5 separate regions of the Mus musculus genome follow, and all the other regions are linked to region 5. The links are chromatin contacts, called in public HiChIP or PLAC-seq maps. All regions are on one chromosome and are shown on one strand. The core of a region is the stretch at or near the end of the contact, and the rest is flanking DNA. Distances in the headings are between cores, read along the strand shown. Region 1 overlaps Gm28722 (a long non-coding RNA gene). Region 2 has its middle 19 kb from the start of Gm35141. Region 3 overlaps Gm41917 (a long non-coding RNA gene). Region 4 overlaps Gm35141 (a long non-coding RNA gene). Region 5 holds the start of Ackr3 (atypical chemokine receptor 3).

Region 1 (3,930 bases), core at 1,287-3,786, 270 kb before region 5:
GGGAAAGACTGGCCAGTCAAAGAGGCAATTCACTATGCAATGGCTCTCTAGACACCTAGGTAGGCTGGAGTCACCATCCATCTCCAGGGAGGTGGTGGGTCCTGCCCCCTCCCTTTCTTCTAAAGTAGTGAAGAGGGAAAGATAGCCTTTATTAGCACAAGACCCATGAGCTGGGAAGTAGCTAATACTTTGTACACAGAACATTCCAGATATCTCCAGGGGAACTTTAGGAAGTTTGCATTTAGGAGGCTCAGCTTGACCCATGAACCCCTTGACTTTCCCTGGCCCTGTAAGTAACACTGTGTGACAGACAAACTTAGGAGCCTGGAAGGTTCTCGAGGACCTCAGTGCCTAGAGAGAGTCTGATTTTTTAGAGCAAGTATTTCCCAGAAGTCTCTGCTCAGGATTGCCACTACAAACCAGTTGCATTTTCCAGGAAGAAGAAAAGCCAATTTTCCTTTTTTCTTTCTTTCTTTTTTTTTTTTCTGAGCCGATTGTTATATACAGTGTCTGCAGTGAGACGCTAAGGGAGCTGTCTCTCTTCTCATTGTTTGGTCTTGCTTCTAGAAGAACACAACTCAGGGGTCTGGATGCGTGACCCCATGAAGGATGAGAGGATGAGAGGACCTCAGAGCTGTTGAAGGAATGGAAATGCTGTCTGTAAAGTGCTTTGGGGTATAGTACATAGAATTCATGCTGTGAAGGCTCCACCAGGAGGGGATAGCTGGCCAATCACCACTAATGCTGCAAAATCCTGGGGTCTGGTGTTATACCATGGCCCCCCACCCCCATTTTCCACATCACAGGACACTTGGCATATATACGAGGGACCTTTCTCTGTAGCTGTAAATCTTGCCCACAGACAATCACTATTTTCTAAAACTGTTACCAGACGGCTTTCAGAGTAGAATTTTCTAGGCTTTATAAAGCAGAACTCATAAATATACAGCGTGTGTGTTTGGAAGATGTGCTCAGCCTGTTCGCAGGGAGCTAGAATGGAGGTCAGTTCAAACAAGAGGGGAGTGTGTGATCAGTGGGGGAAAGAATGCCGGGCTCAGACAGCTAGAAACAAAGTTAGCAATGGCCTGGGACCAAAAGCTAATCAGTTAATTAGTAACATGTGTGCTTGATTAGCGTTTCTACCGGACAGAAATGCTTTGCGACTTATCACTCATCTACATGGTCTGACCCCACACTGCTTCTATTAAATCAAGTTTAAAAAATTCTCTTAGCACTTCACATGGGCCTTAGATGACCTTGTCAGATTGTTTGACAGTTTCAGGGTGGTACTGAAAGGACATGCAGTCTCTTCCTGCCTCTTTTCTAAGCTCTAGCTATTGCTTCTGTGTGTGGGGTTGCTGGTGTGTGTATGTGTGTGTGCCTACATGTATGTGTGCATGTCTGTGTCTGAGTCCATGTGTGTGTGTTCAAATATGTTGATGCATGTGTTACATAATGTGTCTATCCATGTATATGTATGTATATGTGTGTTTCTAAGTTTGTACATGTCTATATATGTATGTGTGTATACACAAGTATATGAGTATGTATGTTCATGTGTGTCAATATGTATGTGTCTATTGTGCATATATTTATATATTATATATGTGTCTATGTGTCTATGTGCAAATGCATCTATGTGTCTATGTATGTATACTTGTGTGTATATTGTGTGCATATTATATGTGTGTGTGCATGTGCCTATGCATGTGTGTGCATGCATGTGGATACATGTGAATATGTGTATATGTGATTATATGTGTATGTGTGTATGCTCAGGTTGAGTGTGTGCAGGGTATCAAGGCCAGAGGTCAACCTTCAGTGTCTTTCCTTAGGTGCCATCCACTTTGGGTTTGGAGACAGGGTCTCTCATTGGGCTGGAGCTTGCTGACTCGGTCAGGCTGGTCAGTGAGCCCCCGGAATCCTTCTGTTCCTGGCTGTTCCCCCAGCACTAGGACTGAAGGCTGCCCTCCACTGTGGCCCACACTCATCATGTCTCCTCATATGTGTGGATCGTTTCTTAGCATGCCTTCTGTCGGTGAGGTGGGATCCCTCTGTGGTGAGAGCCTGCATGCTGCTGAGCCTTCTTCCTCCAGGTCTGTGCAAATGGAACGGTGTGGGCCGGCCCCTGATTCAGCATCACGGAGACTGTTGTGGAGAATCCCTCCTTGGATCAGGGATGCCTCACTAGGTGGTGTTTGCAGGGCCTGACCTATAGGGTTGGTCAAAGCTTTCTTGTGCCTTAGTTTGCTCTCTATGGGAGATGCCTGCAAAATGGATATGCCTGATTTCACTTCCACATAAATCTTCAGTTAGGTCAGGGAATGGTGGGGCGTTCTGCTTCCTATTTCATGATCTAACTAACGTGCAGTTCTTTCAAAGGAGAGGAGGATGTGGACACACCAAGAACAACTGAAACGAGAGCCCTGAGAGGACCGATGTCCCCCCAGGAGCACCTGCCCACAATGGGACTGGGAGGCCAGCTGCATGGGCACTGTGTACAAGGGCAGAGGCTTTCCTGTCCACAATGGCCTTGCCAAAAGAAAAAAGAAAAAAGCCAGTTAAAATGCAAATGGAGGGGCAGCCTGAGAGTGTAGGAGCCCCTCAAATCACAGAGTCTAAAAGACATCCTTTCAGAGTTTCTGTTCAAATTGCAAATGGCCTTCCTTTGTCCCTTAGGCCTGAGAGACAGTGGGAATTATTCCTTCCCTGAAAGCTGCCTTTCCTCTCTCCAGACACACAAACCAATTCGGTTTTAAAGTGCAAAGCACACATTCTGTTCGAGGGTCTTCGCCAGGATGAAGATCAACAGAAAAATTCCAGAGGCTTCTTTGCTATCATGAACGTCATCTGCCCTCCCCACAACCACAAACGTTCCCAATCCATTTTTCTGCAGAGGCCTGAGATTGCTACTCATTCATTTATATCAGCTTTGCAAACACAATAAACTCGCCCGCCAGAGTTCCCAAGAACTGGATGTTTCCAGGAAACCCCCCAGTGGCTTACAGGAGGGATGCCATATCTAATGGGCCATGTAAGTCTAAGCACTGGTGGTTTCTTCAGACTCTAACACTTTTTCCCTCTGAGGGGGTTTTAGAATTCCACTCATGAGATACAACAGTCATTGGCCACAGCCTGAGGATCACACCCTAAGCCCCATCTCTTTCTCCAAGGTGGAGAGACTCAGGGCTGGGCAATGCCGCCAGGGCAGCTGGGGCTAGGTTTGCTCACAGTGACAAACATATCAGGGAACTGACAGCAATCACAATCACGGGACTGGCGTCCTCGGGGTCTAGAATCACTTTGGAAGCCCTTGGGGACTCTGTACTGATCCTGGGACCACCTCGTGGCTGACCTCTCTCGGACACAGAAAGATATAGTGAAAAATAGTCCTTGGTCTGGAAGGACATACAGACAAATGATAAATTTCAAATTCTCAGAGGATCCTTCTTTTTTCTGATGTCTTTTTCTTCAGAAACAGTAGAGGTTAGAGTTTGAATCCAAGGAACATATGCATCCTTGACCCGAGGAAATCTATCACAGCTGAGTACAAGAATCTCCAGACCTGCCTTCCACCTAAAAATGCCTATGAAGAAAAATGAGTAGAAGAAAAGAGAGTCTCTTTTGGGATATTTTGCTATGTATTTCACTCTTAATTATGTGTATGTGTGCCCGGGTATGTATACATGAGTGCAGTGCTCCTGAAAGACAGAAGAGGGCGTTGGATCTCCCAAAACTGGACTCAAAGGTGGTTGTGAGCCTCCCCAAGTGGGTGCTGAAAAACAAATGGGCCATGTAAGTAGCAATCTCAGGCCTCTGCAGAAAAAAACGGATTGGGAACGTTTGTGGGGAGGGCAGACAACGTTCATGATAGTAAAGTAGCCTCTGGAATTTTTCTGTTGATCTTCATCCTGGCGAAGACCCTCGAGC
Region 2 (4,187 bases), core at 738-3,237, 320 kb before region 5:
TGAGAGAGAGAGAGAGAGAGAGAGAGAGAGAGAGAGAGAATGTGTATGTGTCAATGTATGTATGTGTGTCCACTTTGTCTTTTGAGATTATGCCCTTACTGTCCTGGAGCTTACCAAGTAGGTGAGACTGGGTTGTCATTGAGCTCCAGGGATCTGCCTGTCTCACCTTCCCAGCATTGAAACTACGGGCATAGACTACCACTGTCTATGTTAGGGTTTTATTGCTGTGAACAGGCACCATGACCAAGGCAACCCTTACAAGGCCCTTTAATTGGGGCTGGCTTACAGGTTCAGAGGTTCAGTCCATTATCATCAAGCCAGGAGCATGGCAGCGTCCAGGCAAGCATTGTGCAGGAGGAGCTGAGAGTTCAATATCTTTTTCAGAAGGAAAACAGAACTGGCTTCTAGGCAGGTAGGACAAGGGTCTTAAAGCCCACACCCACAGTGACATGCTTCCTCCAAAAAGGCTACTCTTATTCCAAGGCCACACCTCCAAATAATGCCACTCCCCGGGCCAAGTGTATTCAAATCACCACAACCACACCTGGACTTTTTACTTGGATTCTGGAGATTGAACTCTGGTCCATGTGCATGTGAACCTTGCTCTCGGCCTATCTCAATGCTCCCTCATTTTTGAAAGGGGAGCAGTTAACATGAGATTCTCTTCTGAGTGCTAATTCAGTCTTATAATCAAAAGGCCAGACGGGAATGACTCCATGTTGGACATCACATGGAGAAACACAGAGAAAGACACACCATTGTGAAAGTGTCAGAAGTCCAGTGACACAAGAAGCCAGCAAGCACAAACCAACAAAACAGGCCTTTGCTGCAAGAAGCACCAGTCTTGGCTGTCCAGTGACAGGAAACAGGCCATCCTGGTCTTCAACATCTTCCAAGTCACATCCTTCCTAGGGACACGGGATGGTCTCAGGACTAGAAGGCCCCTTTTCCCTACAAGCAGTGATGATATTCGCTGAACTGAGCAAAGATTAAGACGTGTGCCTGGCAAACACAGAAGTGGATGCTCACAGTCATCTATAAGATGGAACACAGGGTCCCCAATGGAGGAGCTAGAGAAAGCACCCAAAGAGCTGAAGCGGTCTGCAACCCTATAGGTGGAACAACAATATGAACTAACCAGTACCCCCCTGGAGCTCGTGTCTCTAGCTGCATTTGTATCAGAAGATGGCCTAGTCGGCCATCATTGGTAAGAGAGGCCCATTGGTATTGCAAACTTTATATGCCCCAGTACAGGGGAATGCCAGGGCCAAGAAGTGGGAGTGGGTGGATAATGGATCAGGGCAGGGGGAGGGTATGGGGAACTTTCGGCATAGCATTTGAAATGTATATAAAGAAAATATCTAATAAAAAAAAAAGACGTGGGAGGCAGCAAACTGAAAATTCAATGCATGAATAAGATGCTGAAGAGAAAATGTCAAGCACCTGCGCTGCAAATCCCTCCCATCCCCCACCCCTCTCCACCCCCACCCCACCCCCTAGCCCACCCCACCTCCCACTTCAAGGAGATTTTGGAAAGGGGGTAGAGCTAAAGAAAATGCACTAACCAGCTCTGGTGGTTGTTTTCCATTCTGTGTGCTCCAGTGCACATTTTGTCTGCGGGGTGGGGAGTGGGGGGATGGAGGAGTGGTAGTGGGGGGGGGTTGGGGGAGAGTAAGGGGCAGCTCTTAGGAATGTTGGCGATGGGCGTGTGGGCTCTTAAGCCATACCACTGAAAAGACAGCAAGTGAGGCTCCTGTACTCCAGCCAAGGAAGGGGACTAAGCCAGAAACACAAGGAAAATGTAAACAGAAATCACAACTGAGCCGAAATGAAGACCCCCTAATATCAGCTAATACAATAACATAAATGTTAAGTACTTCTGTTAAACGACGAAACCTCGGGCTATATAAAAGCAAGCGTGAACTTGTATCTCCTTCCAAAGTATTTAAAATGTGGGCATGGTCTTGGCAAAGGAGTTTGCTGGAGGAAGCATGTCCCTGCAGGACAGAGAAGCCAGCCAGAAAGAAGGAATCCAACCATCTTGTTCAGCTACAATCCTCTGAAAGTCTGCTGGATAAGGGTTTCCTGGAGGAAAGGAGACCTCGCTGGGAAGGTCACACTGCCTTGACTCTTGGGTAGGTGACATTCTCTGGAGGTGGTTCAAGAATTTACCTATGAATGGAAAGAACCAAGGACTTACACCAGTCCTTTCAAACAAAGACATCAGCGTTTTATGATCTGAGCACCCATTTGTCCTTATAACTTTCACACAGGAAACATCAGATAAAATCCCCATCACGTGACCCCATATCCTTTCAATGCAACCCATTTTGTTTGCGGATTGTTTTGATTTGTTTTAATGCAGCCCAGACTGGCTTTGAACTCATTATACAACTGAGCATGACCCTTGAACTTCAGAACCTTCTGCATGCATACAAGACCCAGAGCCCGTAAATGTCACTGGGTGAGGGACATGGAGCTCAAGGCCTCCTGTGCGCCATCCAAGCACACTGACATTGGAGTCTCACCCTAGCTCACATTTCATTTTCCCATGGCTTTTTCCAGGGTGGGCATCTTCCTAGTGTGCTACACCACTGAAGAAAAATTATTCTGTGTCCTTCAGTGGTCACCTGTCACCAATAGTTCCTCAGGCAGGGATCAGGACTTGTGGTAAGCCATTCTGGCATCTTGGGTGCTGTTGGGCTTGCACAACAGTAACCACAGCTGTGAGTTCATAAGTGCAGTGGCCATGTTGTATCCTGAGAAAATAGCTCACACAGCTCTTCCCCTCTTCCCCTCCCCACCTCCCCTTTCCTCCTCCCTCTCCCCCTCCTCCCCCTCTGGCTCTTAGCTGCTCTCTGCCCCTCTTCCTCTGTATTCCCCAGCCTTGGAGGGGGTGATATGTGTCCCGCTTAGAGATGAAACACTCAAGACAACTCATCCTTACCACTTGGACCAAATATGAGTCTCTGCAAAAAAAAGTCTTGCCCACTGGAAAAAGATGCATCCCTGACTAAGGTTGAGAACAGCGCTAATCTATGGGTAAAAATATAAATACTGCGAAAGTGTTCTGACAACTTTTTAATTCAATAAAACAACAGTAGTATTTTCCTACTTGGCCTGTGACCTCTCAGACATACAAGTCCAGGACTTTGTATTCAACTCTATCTATCTTGGTTGTGTTGATTTAAGGAGTTTCCTCTCTTTTTCTTCTCTATACCACCCCCAGCCCTCAGTCTTTTTTGCATGCAGACCCTGCATGAATCCCCATTCATTATAGGACCCAGTGTTGAAAACAGCTAGATATTTGTGTGTACAAAGCTGTGTGGCGGTGCTAGGGGACAGTTACACACCACAGGCTGTGAAGGAGAGCCAGCATCATTTAAAGAAACAGGCAGCTGACTCCTGAAGGGGTGCTGCAAAATCATGTAAGACCCCGAAAGCAACCAGGTAAAGGTCAAGTGTGATGCCTGATAATTCTAACCTGTGACGGACAGGAAGTTTGATCGCCTGGGCAGAGTCTGGGCTGCTCTAGCCTCTCATCTGTCCCCAACCAGGAGGCAAGAAAGCCAGCGAGCTCCACTGTGGACGGAGGAGGAGGGAAGGTGCATGCTCTGCTAATCTCTTCTACAGGGAGGATTCAGACCATGGTAGCGACACTGGGAAGAAGCCCAAAGGACCTTCTGGTGTGTTTCTGGCGGCCATCTTTCTCAATCCTTGTTCCTAGAGAATGCTCTCCTGAGTGTTTACTTTGCATGAGGTGGAGCGTTCTTCCAGCTGCTCGGGCTGATAGAAAGGCTTTTACAGACCTTTCTGACGTCCCTTGACTCAATCTTCCCTGTACAAAATAAACCCCGGGGAGCTTATTACACTGAGATTCCTGGGCTCCAATCCAAACCGACCGAATCACAGTCTCCTTTGGTGGTCCCAATGCTCTTGAGTTAGGCACTCCTGAAGCCAACCATGCTTTCTATATGTAGGAGGAGGGGACTGATCTACCTATCACTCACCCACCCTTCCATCCCTTAGTCTATTAAATCTACCCAACCATTATCTTTCAAAAAATTGATTATTATAGTTATATGAGTACACTGTAGGTGCTTTTAGACACACCAGAAGAGCATCAGATCCTATTACAGATGGTTGTGAGCCACCATGTGGCTGCTGGGAATTGAACACAGGACCTT
Region 3 (4,375 bases), core at 93-2,592, 360 kb before region 5:
CTAATCCTCCAAGATACACCCCTACTTACTCACCTTCTTCCAACTTTGACTTTTTAAAACATATTTTAGTTGAGATAGCATAACATCAATGACCTCTTCCCTTTCTTCCTCCAGCTCCTCCCTGCTATTCTCCCCTGATCCCCTCCCAGGCCCCCACTCTTAAGTTGATAGCCTCTTTTCTTTTATTATATGTTATATATGTGCACACATGTATATATGTGTGTGCAAATACACACACATGTCCTGCTGAGTTTGTTTTTGCTAGTGGCATGTACATGGTTTCAATCCTGAACACTGCATTGAACAACCAATAAGGGATCTCGTCTCTGGGAGAAGCTATTTGTCTTCTCTGTTGTCATTGGCTGCCAATAGTTCTTTGTCTAGAGATGGGAATTTGTGAAATTTTCCTGCTTCTGTATTAACATGTCCATTGATATTGTGTTCCCAACAATCCATGATCCCTGCACTGTCCAAGTGTGGTTTTCTGTGATGGTCTGCATTTGCTGTAAAGAGAGGGCTTTTTGATGAGACCTGGTAACTACACCTCACTGAGGGTATAAAGAATTTTATTAATTGAATTTCCCTTGACTCTAGCTTGTGTCCAGTTGACATGAATCTAGCTAGCACAGCTCTGATGCCCGGCTTTTTCTGTGGATTCTCAGGATCCAAGCATAGATCCTCTGGCTTTCACAGCCAAGCACTTACCAACTGAGTCAAACCCCAAAGCCCTACTTTCCTTCCACACTCTTGAATTTGTTTACAAGTAATAACCTTTAAGGGCTTGTGGTGGTTTGAATATGCTTGGCCCATGGGAAGTGGCACTATTAGAAGGTGTGGCCTTATTGGAGAAGCCTTGTTAGAGGAAGTATGTCACTGAGGAGGTGGGACTCTGAGGTCTTTTATACATGCTCAAGTCTGGCCATTGTGACAAAGTCTCCTGGCTGCCTTCCAACTAAGATGTAGAACTCTTGGCTCTTTCAACCCCATGCCTGCCTGGATGCTGCCATGCTTCCTGCCATGATGATAATGGTCTGGACCTCTGAAAATGTAAGCCAGCCCCAGTTAAATGTTGTCCTTATAAGAGTTGCCCTGGTCACAGTGTCTCTTCACAGCAATAGAACCCTAAGTTGGGGCTTGTTATGCAAAGTACAGGGAGTTCTTAGTATTCAGAAATTACATTTCAAAGTTCCCATATATGTGCGTTTTCCTGGGAGATTCCATATCGATGTTTTTAAGGGGGTCTGTGTCCCTGAAGGCTCTGGGCCTGTTTATCTGCATGGGGCTGCTTGCCACTGCCAGGGAGACAATTAGTGTCTGGCACGGGTTCAGCCCCAGCTGCTTCCCTGGGGACTTTTGTGTTCTTGTTTGAATACCAAAAAGTTAAATTACCCACGTGCCTCTTTGTCCCACAGTCCCAGCTTCGTGGCCCTGAGCTGACATGTAATAAGTCTCTGAAAGAATCTAAGTAGAAAAGATCCACAAAGCAGTGTGCTGGAGCCTAACCTTGTCAAAATGCCCTGTGCAGACAGTAATGAAGGTAGCAACCATCTCAGAAAAACAAAGAGCCCACGCTTCAGGGACCTCCATATCCCGGGCTGAGCACATTCCCAGGACAGCGAGGAAGCTCAAATCTGTTTGCAAAGCATCCTTTCTGGCAATCTTTGGAGGAAAACCTTCCTTTGATAATGGGGGAGTTGGAAGACATGTAGAGGTGAGAAAACTCCAAATGATGTGAGGAACATCAACAACCCTTTCTGGAAGGGCCATAAGGGAAAGAAACATTGAGAATGGTAAGGGAACCAACCTAGAGATTTCATGTGCCATAAAAAGCGACCCTAATGCTCTCCAGGCTGGGGCTCATCTAACTCCTGTTGGTCCAGGTGGAGACCTGTCTGTCTTTCCTGGATCTTCTGAAAGCAGTGATGTGGCTTTGGGCATGACTAGTGCACCTCTGTGGGTCTTCAACTTTCCCTCCATAAAGGGCCTTCTGTGATCACAGTAAGGTCAGACAGGGATATGTAAGGTAGAGAGTGTCTTAGTCAGGGTTTCTATCCCTGCACAAACATCATGACCAATAAACAAGTTGGGGAGGAAAGGGTTTATTCAGCTTGTATTTCCAAATTGCTGTTCATCACTTAAGGAATTCAGGACTGAAACTCAAGCAGGTCAGGAAGCAGGAGCTGATGCAGAAGCCATGGAGGGATGTTCCTTACTGGCTTGCTTCCCCTGGCTTGTTCAGCCTGCTCTCTTATAGAACCCAAGACTACCAGCCCAGGGATGGTCCCACCCACAAGGGGCCTTTCCCCTCTTGATCACTAATTGAGAAAATGCCTTACAGCTGGATCTCATGGAGGCCTCTCCTCAACTGAAGCTCCTTTCTCTGTGATAACTCCAGCTTGTGTCAAGTTGACACAAAACCAGCCAGTACAGAGAGGTCTGTAGCATGCTTTATGGTCTTCCTTTATGCCATCCCCTAGCCATGAGGTGGACTCAGATGCTTTCTCCAATGCTGGCCTCTGCCTTTTAAGTAGCCTTCCTCTCCAAGGTGCATACCTGCCCAGCGAGGCACCATTTTTCCTTGTAAGTGAAGACAAGTCTTGAAGTCACATGGTTGGGTGCAGTCAACTCCTCCAGTAGTCTCTCTTTTCTGACACCTCATGGGCCAGCCTGGGGTCAGGACTGAATGTGGGCTCAGAGCAGAGCATGTTCCCACTCTAGGGCTACAGTACTGTCAGCCCTTTGATTAGAAACTGCATCTTAAATGTTGTGCCCTCAAGCTCTTGTTGCTTGACTCATGATCAGGGAGTGTACCCTTTCCTCACTCTCCACTGTTAATGAGGCTCGAGATTCCTACACATGGCTCGCTGATTTTTCCCCACCTTGCTCCTGGATGCCCTCTCCTACAGTACATCCTAATAAATAGCAGGGTTCTCTACTATCTCTCTACTATCTACTCTCCCATCTTCCTGTGGGCATAGAAAGTGATGCTTTCCTTCAGCCAAATATTTGAGCTCTTCTGCCCAGTGTCTGGGTTTCATCTAATGGTGATAGGATACTGGATTTCTCATCCCAGCTACCTTCCCATCAGCCTATTACTATCCCCTAAACTCCCTGCCTTTCCCTTCCCCCCACATACACCTTTCTGGCTTTGTTTGGTGTTGGACACTGCCTATCTCCTTTATGGTCCTCCCCCCTCATTTGAAATACGTAATGTGTTTGAGCAGATGACAGCTATGAGTTCCCTGTCATCACCACTGATCTTTATGCCGAATATCCCTAAGGTCTCTAAGTCCACTGCTCCATCCCTTTCTATGGTCTCTTCTACCTTTGACTCTGGCACACTCTGATACCATTGGAAGATAACAGATTTTCTAACTACTAAGTTCAAGGTCATGGGGCTTCCTCCCCACTACACTCAAAGGAGAACATCTGTCCTAACCCCACTTGACCATTTAGTCAATGTTTGGCCCAGCTTGGTACCCTCCCTCTTCTCTGATGTGCCTTCTACCCTCCTTCTGCAGAGGCTCCTAGCTTACAATGGAGTCTTGTCCTGATAAACTCTTCCACAGACCGGAAGGACCATGGGTCAAAAGTGCATTTATATTCCTGACCTACCGAGTAGTCTAGATAGACATGGTGATCCAAGGTCCTCTGGGTGCTGTTCTGGCCACAATGAGCAGGATCTCTAAAGGGACTCAGACTTCATGGTGTGTACCTGGGAAGAGGCAAACTCAGAGCCTAAGGTCTAGTTCTTGTTGGAAAAATGTGGCTTTTGCATCATTGTACACGTTTGGGGGAAACAAACTTTTTTTCCTGTAGAGACAATTTTTGGGTCCATCAGTACTGGGTGGACTCTACCATGTGGCTACTCTCTTTATACATTGGCGGTTCCTCTTCATCTTTAAATCTTGGAGGTCCTGAAACTTGTCTCTTCTCTATCCTCACCCACTGCCAGGGCCCACAGTGGTCTCCTAGCTTTAAATGGATTCCACATCCTGACCCTGGGGAGTGTCTGTCTGACCAGGCCTTCTCCTGGACATCAGCACCATGCATCTGTTTATCCTGGTGCCTCTTCAGAGATGTCACCATGTCTAGCCCAGTTCCTGTGGTTCCACCAAGCCTGTTCTTCCTCCGGTTACAGGGAACCTTCTCCTCAAGCCAAGTGCGGTGGGGAGTTGGGGAGTTGTGGAGGTGGGGTGTTGTTGGGGTGTTGTTCATCCCTCTCCATTTCTCATGCCTCATATGAAACTGATTAGTAAATCACATTGGTTCTGGAATCAGGTCGTGTCCTTGCCGCCCACATTGCCAGTCCCCCATGACAAGCCTCCTCCAGTGTGCCTGGCTCCTTAGAGCAGCTTCTTCGTGAGGCCTGGCC
Region 4 (3,999 bases), core at 447-2,946, 340 kb before region 5:
GAGTTGGGAGGAGAGTTGGCTACAGCTCTTTTCTGGGGGTGGGTGGGGTGGGGGGGGTGGGGGTGGGGGGGTGGGGGAGTGGGGGGTGGTGGGGGTGGGGGGGTGAGCTGCAGCCTCCTCTCCAGCGTCTATCTCCATGTCCTTGTAGGTCTTCCTACAATTATCGCATCTCTGGCTGTAAGGCACAGAAACAAAAAGGTGTTTTGCTGGCTATAGAAAACAAAGAGCTTCTTTCTGGCTGCATTTTTAGAGATCAGGGAAAACACCTTGGGGAACGTCCAGGGGCCTTACCTTCCAGGTAGAAACACTCTTAAGTCAGGGTCTCACAGCAGCATTAGGAAGGTTGTGAACCATTGGTTAGAATATTTGATTTTGAGCACTACTGTTTGCGTTGCTGCTTTAGGGTTCATGAGGAATTGATCAATGAGTTTTGACATGAGGTTAAGCCAGAATTTCTAGCAACTTCTGACAAGGCTCAGACATACTTCTGTCATACTGTACTATGTAGTTATGCTTTTAGTATTCACAATTATAAAATCAAACCTATGGCCAACTCTGAAAAATGTTGATGATTCTCTGTGTTACGCAGTCCCTCAGATTCAGTTGGCATTTAGTTCTGTATGTAATGGCAAGTAAGCACACCCATTTCAACAGTATGCACATTTGTATGTGTACCAAATAATTACTTTAAATTTAAATTTATGTATAACGAATTACCAGCAAATGTTTGCTTTGTATAGTCATCTGCTTGGGTCACATAAAAATTTCTTAGGTGAGGGCTCTGTTGGGAAGATGTTTGTTTAGCACATAGGATATCCTGAGCTTCATTCCCAGGTCTGTATTAACCAAGACACAGTAGCATAAGCCTGTAATTGCAACAGGAAATTCAGAAGTTCAAAGATATCCCCTGCTACATTGTGAGTTCAAGGGCAGCCTGGGTTACATGAGATCCTATCTCAAAATGAAATAAAATAAAATAAAATAAAATAAAATAAAATAAAATCCCACCTTTCTCAAATGAATAGAGGTCAGAAGGGAACAAACAGGCCCCCAAAGCCTTGACTTGCAGACAATTTCAGAGGTAAGCCTCTTACCGTGACGTGTGCTCTCAATTCCTCTCAAGAAGCTATTAGTATATCAGATAGTGACATCATTATCTTCTGACATGGGAACAATTTGGGAACTCAGTACCGGGAAGTCTCTGGTTTGATTCTGAAATTCCTCCATAGAAGCTTCTGAGATTTCAGAGCTCAAGCATCCAACTCGAGGCACCGGGAAGAGGCTCACCATGGAAAGTAGAGACCCCTCGTGAGGCCAGTTGCCATGTGTCACAGGACGTCTGCTGATAATTTCAAGTAAGAGTCCCATGTAATTGGTGGCAGAACACTTGAGGATGTGGGGAAGGGGGGGGGGGGAACTCAGTGGACATTTGCCACAGGTCAGGATGCCTTTCTAGACTACAAATGCTGCCACGTGGGAAAGCCTCAGAGGAGCCTCAGAGAGTCCTCACTCTGAGCTTGTCACCATGCCTGTCTGCTGCAGCCTCTAACTCAGCGTCTGCCTTACAAATGCTGCTTAGAATTTTTCTGAAGTTGTACAAGATTTCGCTCAACTCTGGGTACCACAATGAGACATTGTCCCTGAACTCACTCTCCTCCTACCCTCTGACCCTTCCTCCTGGGGTGACTGTGCATTTTCCCAAACTCTTAACAGACAGCACCTCAATAACAATGGCCCTGCATGTAGCTTACACTTGCGGGGTGGAATAGGGGCTCCTTTGTTGCTGGAGGTAGGGGAAAGGGCATAAATTAACCCAATCTTTACATTCCTGTGAAAAACATGTGGACATTTTAAAGAGATCGAAATTCAATTTTGTATTTCATTAAAAAAAAAAAAAAAAGAATTCCTTGCACACAAACTGCCCTGACAATATTTAAGGAAACACAACTAAAAAGCCATGCCCACGGTCTCCCCATCCCGACAAATGTAATCATTTTTATTTGCCACGTTTCCTTCCAACCCTTAACCCCCCCCCCCCCCACACACACCCAAAGCATCCCCTCCATTGTCAGCAAAGCGCCACCGGCTTTTAGAAGAGTCACATTGTGATGGAGATGTCTCTTTTAGATAGTTATGTACCATTATTAAAGATTCAAAATACCATTAATTTCCTTCAAGCTCCATTATGTTTACCATCTATCAGGGTGGCAGCCCATTAATCACATCCTCGGTGCCTCGGGAGCAAGGGTGGACTCTGCTTCTAACAGGAGTCTGAGTACGGGACCCACAAAGGCAGGCCTTTCGCCAGCTGCTGACCCTGGGAGCAACGGGGTCTTTAATGGTCTCCTCTGAGGTAGAAACTCTCCTTTAGAAGATGAAATGAAAGGCTAGAGGGGTTTGAGGAGACAAAGAAAATGAGCTCATTCTCCCACCGTCTCTGTCAGAAGAGCAGTTGTGGACACAGCTGCCTTTACATAGTAGCCAGTAGAATGCAGAATGAGAGGGTCTTGACTGCCCCACGGTGTCCCCTGCCTGGGCTGACAGCTGTGTTGGAGCTGGGTGAACCTCAGGTTGCAGGAAGGGTGGAGGTCTGGGTGCTGCCATCATCCTATCTGCAGGGTTATGCCATGGGAGGAGCTTGGGATCAGTAAGTATCAAGTTCTCGCTGACAGAGTTTGCAACACAATATCAAGGGAGCGGTGGATCAAGGGGGCGGATCAAGGGAGCGGCGGGACCTTTCTGACACTTTTTCCTCTCACCTGAAACAGAAATCACACTAAATTATTTATATAATAGGCGATCTTGAGCCAAATTCTAGATGATAGTGTCTTTTTTAATCCCCCCCCCCACTCGAGACTGTAATAAAAGCCTCAGACAAACCCAATTAAGGAAGAAAGAATTTATTTTAGCTCACGGTTCGAAGTACAGTCTGTCACGGTGGGTGGTTGAGGCAGCAGGAGCTTGGAGCAGCTGGTCACCTGACCTCTGCCATCTCAAGAGAGCTAACGTATGCATGCTAGTGCTTTCTCTGTATAGTTCAGAATCCCAGCCAGGGAATAGTGTACTCCACAGAGGGCAGATCTTCACAAATCAATTAATCCTCCACAATTTTATCCAGAAGTCCACCTCCAGGGTGACTATAAATTCTATCAAGTTGACAACTCTAAGCATCACAATAGGCGTATATGCAAACTGGGAAAGAGAGCAGACAAAGATTGCAGTTTGGTCCTCATCCTGAAAAATTAAATTATATTCAGTGAGGCGAAGTAGCAGGGCTTCATATTCAAACAGCAGTGAGTGGGGTCTTGACTACCATGGTCAGTTCCAAACCTAGATGGCTATGTTGAGGGAGCTGGCAAAGAATTCTGGGAGTGTTTGTGAGCAATTGGCATTTTAATCAGCAAATGAATATGGGAAACTCTACCCTTGACCTCTAAGGAGAGTTCTGTCCCATGGGGTCTGGATAGAATGGAGAAACACAGGAATGGGCACACATTAGAATCTTGAACATTAGAAGTCCAGCTTCTCCTGACCTCAGATTCCAGCACATGCAGCTCTTCCTATAATGCCTTTCATGGGACTAACTGGTTCCCAGGTCCCAGTTTCATAATGAGTGCTACTTGTCTAATTATCTCTCTGTTCCTGGGGCCTTCAGCCATGAGCTGAGCCTGATTCCCATCTTTCCAGATAGCAGGTACCTGTTGAGGGACTTTTCAGAATCCACAGTAATGGCATTAAATTCTTTCAATACTCTGCCATAATATACTCATATCATCTGTACATATGCATATACTGCTATGCCCATGTCCCTGACCTTCTGTGCATGCATACATATTGTATGTACCTGTCCATGCAGCAGGGGAAACCCTAAGTAATCTACCCTCTAAGATTAAGAAGAAGTTGGGGCTGGATAGATGGCTCACAGGTTGAGAGCACTGACTGCTGTTCCAGAGGTCCTGAGTTCAATTCCCAGTAACCATATGGTGGCTCATCTATAAT
Region 5 (3,755 bases), core at 1,237-3,736:
GGATTTTTAACAAGGAAGGCATCAGAAGGCTAATCCCTGCAGAAAATATCCTTGCCCGACACCTGGTCCCACTTGCTTCTTTCTTTAGGCTGTTTGCTTCCATTGTAACAGCAGAGAGGTGCCCCAGTGCCTGGGGAGTTTGAAAACAGTCATTACTACTTGTCTATCAATTTTATCTAAGCACATAGATTTCAATTACCAGACTTTATGTTTGTTTATTGTTTATTTTATTCTGAGACATAATGTGTAGGCAACATAACCCAAGCTGGTCTCAAACTCATAGCAATCTTCCTGCCTCAGCCTCTGGAGTTCTGGAATCACAGGCATGCACCCAGCCTAACAGGCGACAAGAAACATTTTAATACCTGATTGTCCTTAAGAATCCCTGGTTGCTTAGCTGAAAAGTACAAATGCCTTTGGGGGCCCAAATTCCATTCTGTTTGCTACAAGATCTCAGAAAAGTAAAAGTTCTAAAGTTGTTGGGGCCCTTTCCCCCTCCTCCGTGACTCTAAAAGTTTATAAAGGAGTGGCCCTTCAGACTCAGCTCTGAGTAACTGCAACCAACTTCCCTGTGTAGATTTGAAAATTAGAGCACTCTGCCTCAAATCCTCACACAAAAAGCCACTGTTCTGACTAACCAGGGTGTTTCATGGTCTTTCTTTCTTCTTCTTCTTCCATTTTTTTTATCCCATTTAGAAAGCCTACCCTTGGCCAGCTCTGGGTCTGATTAGAAATCATAATACTTTCTTAGCTCCCTAAGGGTTTGCTAATAATACTGGATAAACTCCCCTCCAAAGCCCTGACTCAGTTAAGCACAAGCATGCAGCCGTGTAGCTTTCTGGAACTTTAAAATATATGTGTGTGATTGCACTGTGCATGCCCCTTTAAAAACAAACTGGAGGAACCCAACAGGCAGCTAGCAAGCAGTCGGACTTCCCCAGCTTTTACACCTCTGCTCCCAGACAGATCCTTCCAGCCCCTGCTGCCTCCTGGAGGCAGCAGCTGAGCTCAGCAGAGAGCAGCACAAAGTGTTCACCGCTCAGACTGGGGGAAATTAGAGCAAAATGTTTCCAAGCTGGAGCCTGTGCACAGCTCCCGATCGAAACAGGGTTTTCATTTCATTTGGGGCAGGCTTCTATTCAGATGGGAGAAAGACGGGGACTTGGGGGCTTTATCCATTTACAATCTGCAACGAGCCAGGCACAAAAAAACAGAACCACCCCCATCCCTCCTTTCTGGTCCTATCCATTGAGCTCCACATTCTCCTGAACTAAATAAAGACCACAAAGCCAGCATCTGCTCCTTCAAAGAAAAACAAAGTTTCCATACTGGCCACAGCACAGACTGGGGTCTCAGGGATGCCACTAACCCAAGACACCTTTAAAAAGATGCTTGATCCTACCTCACATCGAAACAATTAATTAATCTGTTTGTGAGCAAATGAATGGAGAGACAGAGAGAGAAAGGGGAAGAGACAGCCAGTCTGCCTTTCACAGTGCCTCATTTTCCTAGTAGCTAGCAGCCAGGAGTCTTGGCTGACCAGGATCCCCTGACCTCAGAGTCTCCCTCACTCCCAGCCACCCAGTGAACCTTTATGCACCCTAACAAAAGTCAGCAACACTCACAGTTCACTTGGAGAGTAGATTTAAATTCAAATACTAGATTTCTTAGTGTCTGCTTTTTTTTTTTTTTGTCCCAATTGAAGTTGGACAACACTTTCTAGGAGAACAATAAATACTCAAAATTAGATTAGCAGGGGTGCCATGAAGAGATAAGATGAAGAGGAGCTAACATTCAATTTACAACTTCCAGAATTCAGGAGCTGTGAATTAATCCATCCCCACCCCCCAGAGCACGGAGTTTAAACTCATCCTAGACTCAGAATGCTCAGCCCAGTTGTCTGGTCCGCTGAAGGATGCCTCTGGGCATATCACATGCCTTTCTGGAAGTGCGCTTGTGGTTTTTACAGCCAATCTGATAACCAGAAGTAGGAGTGGGCAAACAGTGATGCCAAGCTCACCCCTAAGCTGGCTTTGGGCAACCTCAATGGGGCATCCCACATTCTCTGCAAAGTTTCCCTGCTTCCTGGAACTTAAGTACTCACAGAAACAAATCAGAGTCCAGTAGCAAACAAACATACACAGAGGTTTCCCTCCACAAATGACTGAACTCAGATCCCCCAAATCAGGAGCAGTAGCTTGCAATGCAGGCATGCAGCGTGCTTTGAGCTTTCCAATCCGGACCTGCAGGCTCTAAAGCCCCCAGCTCAGGGATCCAAGAGTTCTCAGAAAAAGCCCAGTTCTCGTAAGAACAGGAGTCCTGCCCCTTGCCGTAGTTGCTCGGCAAAGCTGTCGCAGAAGCAAGGCTTTCTTACTTACCTCAGGGCTTCCTGGGCTGTGGTTTGCCTTCCTGACGGTGAGCGCTGCAGGCTCCTTCAGTGCTGAGCAGTTTGTAGCAACTGAGATCTCTCAGGGCTCCGGACTTGCCTTTTATATACACTGCGGGAAAGTGCCTCTAGGTGGCAGTTTTGCAACCCTCGGCTCTCCTCCCGCCCCTCCTCTCCCACCACAGCGCGCAGGCATGCAGGCTTGTACAGGCGCACACGCCCTCCTGTAACCCTCTCTAGGTTGTTGTTTCCTGCACAAACACATTCTTGGGAGCCCTCAGATCCCTCCCTTTGCAAAGGCTAGATCCTATTGGGGGAAATGTCAGCAGAAGAAAAACCAAAAGAAGTCCTAGGACGTTCCAAAATGATAGAATATTGATCCAGTCTCAGGTATAGCTTTTAATAATCCCATGAGCACCGGGAGTTCCTTTGAATGCCTGTAGCTTCAGGGAAGACTTTGTTCCCAAGACAAATTACTCTGAACTTCTGAACTTCGATGTTGGTTTGTCAAGCTTGCTCTTTCTTTGTCGATGCCTCCTGGACAGAAGTCACATTTTGGAAAGGGGACGATTAATCGACCCTGTACCGCCATCACCCAGAAGTGAGGGAAAGTGCCTTTAGGTTGGATCCAGATTCTGCTGGAACTCTTACACAAAGTCCTTAAGGCCCTATTAAGACCGTGTTCCACGGAGTCGAGCAGTGCCAGTCACTGAAAAGGCCTTGTCGCAGGTGAGGTAGAGTCGTCATTGTGAGCTTAGCCAACTTTTATCGCAGTCCTCATCTTTATCAAAATCTACATTCTAATCGCGATGCACATTGCTAAGATTCCCTGTTTTGTTTTTTAAATGTGTCTCTTGCAATTCCCCATTTAGTAAAACTCAAGCACAAAATGACCCAATCTTTACTTTTAAAGCCGCGCCACTGTAACGCCTCCCCAAGTGCCCCCCACCCTCCAAAGGGCTGGTGGTCACTCTGCTCTCATGCCCCCCTGGGCCTCTGAAAGGCAGTTACAGCACCCACAGTTGAGGCGCGGGCTGTACGCAAAATCTGCCTTCACCAACACTTGCCGAGTCTATTTTCTAAGTCTCCGGAGAGTGACTGCTGAACACAGGAACCCGAGAACTTGGGGATCAGAGTCTCACGTAGGCTAGAGAGCTTCGGTCTAGGGAAAAACCTTAACAAAAGAAGTGGTTTGTTTAAACAGCCTTGCACTTTACTCCTGGCGGGGCAGATCCTGCTCAGTGAGCTCCTGAGGAGCACACCTGCTTTCCGGGCTGTGGGAGGGGTGTGTGTCTGCAAGGAGTAGTGTGAGATCTGGTGGGGGGTCATACGGCCTCCTGGGGAGTCTGTGACCTCAATGCAAGGGAGA

What was found. HiChIP or PLAC-seq counts read pairs in DNA pulled down with a chosen protein or histone mark.
Region 1: a contact with region 5 is called in an H3K4me3 HiChIP or PLAC-seq map of neural tube, with 5 times the contacts expected there. The contact joins the enhancer-like site here to the promoter of Ackr3 in region 5. A contact is called at or near these places in 8 of 39 promoter capture datasets (3T3-L1-derived adipocytes, cranial neural crest, embryonic stem cells and 5 more), 2 of 15 datasets of contacts at CTCF or cohesin (both in the NIH/3T3 cell line), 14 of 484 Hi-C or Micro-C datasets (cortical neurons, embryonic fibroblasts, embryonic stem cells and 8 more), 24 of 115 datasets of contacts at active chromatin or transcription factors (astrocytes, craniofacial prominence, differentiating embryonic stem cells and 13 more) and 2 of 9 other capture datasets (adipose tissue and embryonic stem cells).
Region 2: an H3K27ac HiChIP or PLAC-seq map of embryonic stem cells shows a contact between it and region 5, with 7 read pairs. The contact joins the enhancer-like site here to the promoter of Ackr3 in region 5. A contact is called at or near these places in 5 of 39 promoter capture datasets (the 3T3-L1 cell line, 3T3-L1-derived adipocytes, cranial neural crest and 2 more), 1 of 15 datasets of contacts at CTCF or cohesin (the NIH/3T3 cell line), 4 of 484 Hi-C or Micro-C datasets (embryonic stem cells and uterus) and 20 of 115 datasets of contacts at active chromatin or transcription factors (the NIH/3T3 cell line, craniofacial prominence, embryonic basal ganglia and 11 more).
Region 3: a contact with region 5 is called in an H3K4me3 HiChIP or PLAC-seq map of embryonic basal ganglia, with 4 times the contacts expected there. The contact joins the enhancer-like site here to the promoter of Ackr3 in region 5. A contact is called at or near these places in 5 of 39 promoter capture datasets (the HPC-7 cell line, cranial neural crest, frontonasal cranial neural crest and 2 more), 2 of 15 datasets of contacts at CTCF or cohesin (both in the NIH/3T3 cell line), 5 of 484 Hi-C or Micro-C datasets (cerebellar granule neurons, embryonic stem cells and stem cell-derived neural stem cells), 21 of 115 datasets of contacts at active chromatin or transcription factors (VIP interneurons, craniofacial prominence, differentiating embryonic stem cells and 13 more) and 2 of 9 other capture datasets (adipose tissue and embryonic stem cells).
Region 4: an H3K27ac HiChIP or PLAC-seq map of differentiating embryonic stem cells shows a contact between it and region 5, with 5 times the contacts expected there. The contact joins the enhancer-like site here to the promoter of Ackr3 in region 5. A contact is called at or near these places in 10 of 39 promoter capture datasets (the 3T3-L1 cell line, the SN4741 cell line, cranial neural crest and 7 more), 2 of 15 datasets of contacts at CTCF or cohesin (both in the NIH/3T3 cell line), 3 of 484 Hi-C or Micro-C datasets (cerebellar granule neurons and embryonic stem cells), 21 of 115 datasets of contacts at active chromatin or transcription factors (SST interneurons, craniofacial prominence, differentiating embryonic stem cells and 12 more) and 1 of 9 other capture datasets (embryonic stem cells).

What each region holds. Positions count from the first base shown.
Region 1 is chr1:90,473,882-90,477,811 of GRCm38.p6, reverse strand. The region is part of intron 1 of Gm28722 (a long non-coding RNA gene); the gene reads left to right. Among named protein-coding and RNA genes, the nearest start is that of Gm28722, 28 kb to the left of the region's middle. Within about 2 kb of position 2,536, at least 24 of the 459 cell types and tissues checked have an H3K27ac peak or open chromatin away from gene starts, as enhancers often do. A contact at or near this core is called in cortical neurons, embryonic basal ganglia, embryonic forebrain and 5 more, where this site is marked.
Region 2 is chr1:90,526,196-90,530,382 of GRCm38.p6, reverse strand. No RefSeq gene overlaps it. Among named protein-coding and RNA genes, the nearest start is that of Gm35141, 19 kb to the left of the region's middle. Within about 2 kb of position 1,987, at least 4 of the 459 cell types and tissues checked have an H3K27ac peak or open chromatin away from gene starts, as enhancers often do. A contact at or near this core is called in embryonic stem cells, where this site is marked.
Region 3 is chr1:90,558,093-90,562,467 of GRCm38.p6, reverse strand. The region is part of intron 2 of Gm41917 (a long non-coding RNA gene); the gene reads left to right. Among named protein-coding and RNA genes, the nearest start is that of Gm35141, 12 kb to the right of the region's middle. Within about 2 kb of position 1,342, at least 10 of the 459 cell types and tissues checked have an H3K27ac peak or open chromatin away from gene starts, as enhancers often do. A contact at or near this core is called in embryonic basal ganglia, neural progenitor cells and stem cell-derived neural progenitor cells, where this site is marked.
Region 4 is chr1:90,542,673-90,546,671 of GRCm38.p6, reverse strand. Gm35141 (a long non-coding RNA gene) reads left to right here. Exons shown (of 3, transcript XR_001779152.1): 2 at 1,230-1,355. Among named protein-coding and RNA genes, the nearest start is that of Gm35141, 3.1 kb to the left of the region's middle. Within about 2 kb of position 1,696, at least 12 of the 459 cell types and tissues checked have an H3K27ac peak or open chromatin away from gene starts, as enhancers often do. A contact at or near this core is called in differentiating embryonic stem cells and stem cell-derived epiblast-like cells, where this site is marked.
Region 5 is chr1:90,202,711-90,206,465 of GRCm38.p6, reverse strand. Ackr3 (atypical chemokine receptor 3) reads right to left here and starts at 2,486. Exons shown (of 2, transcript NM_007722.4): 1 at 2,379-2,486.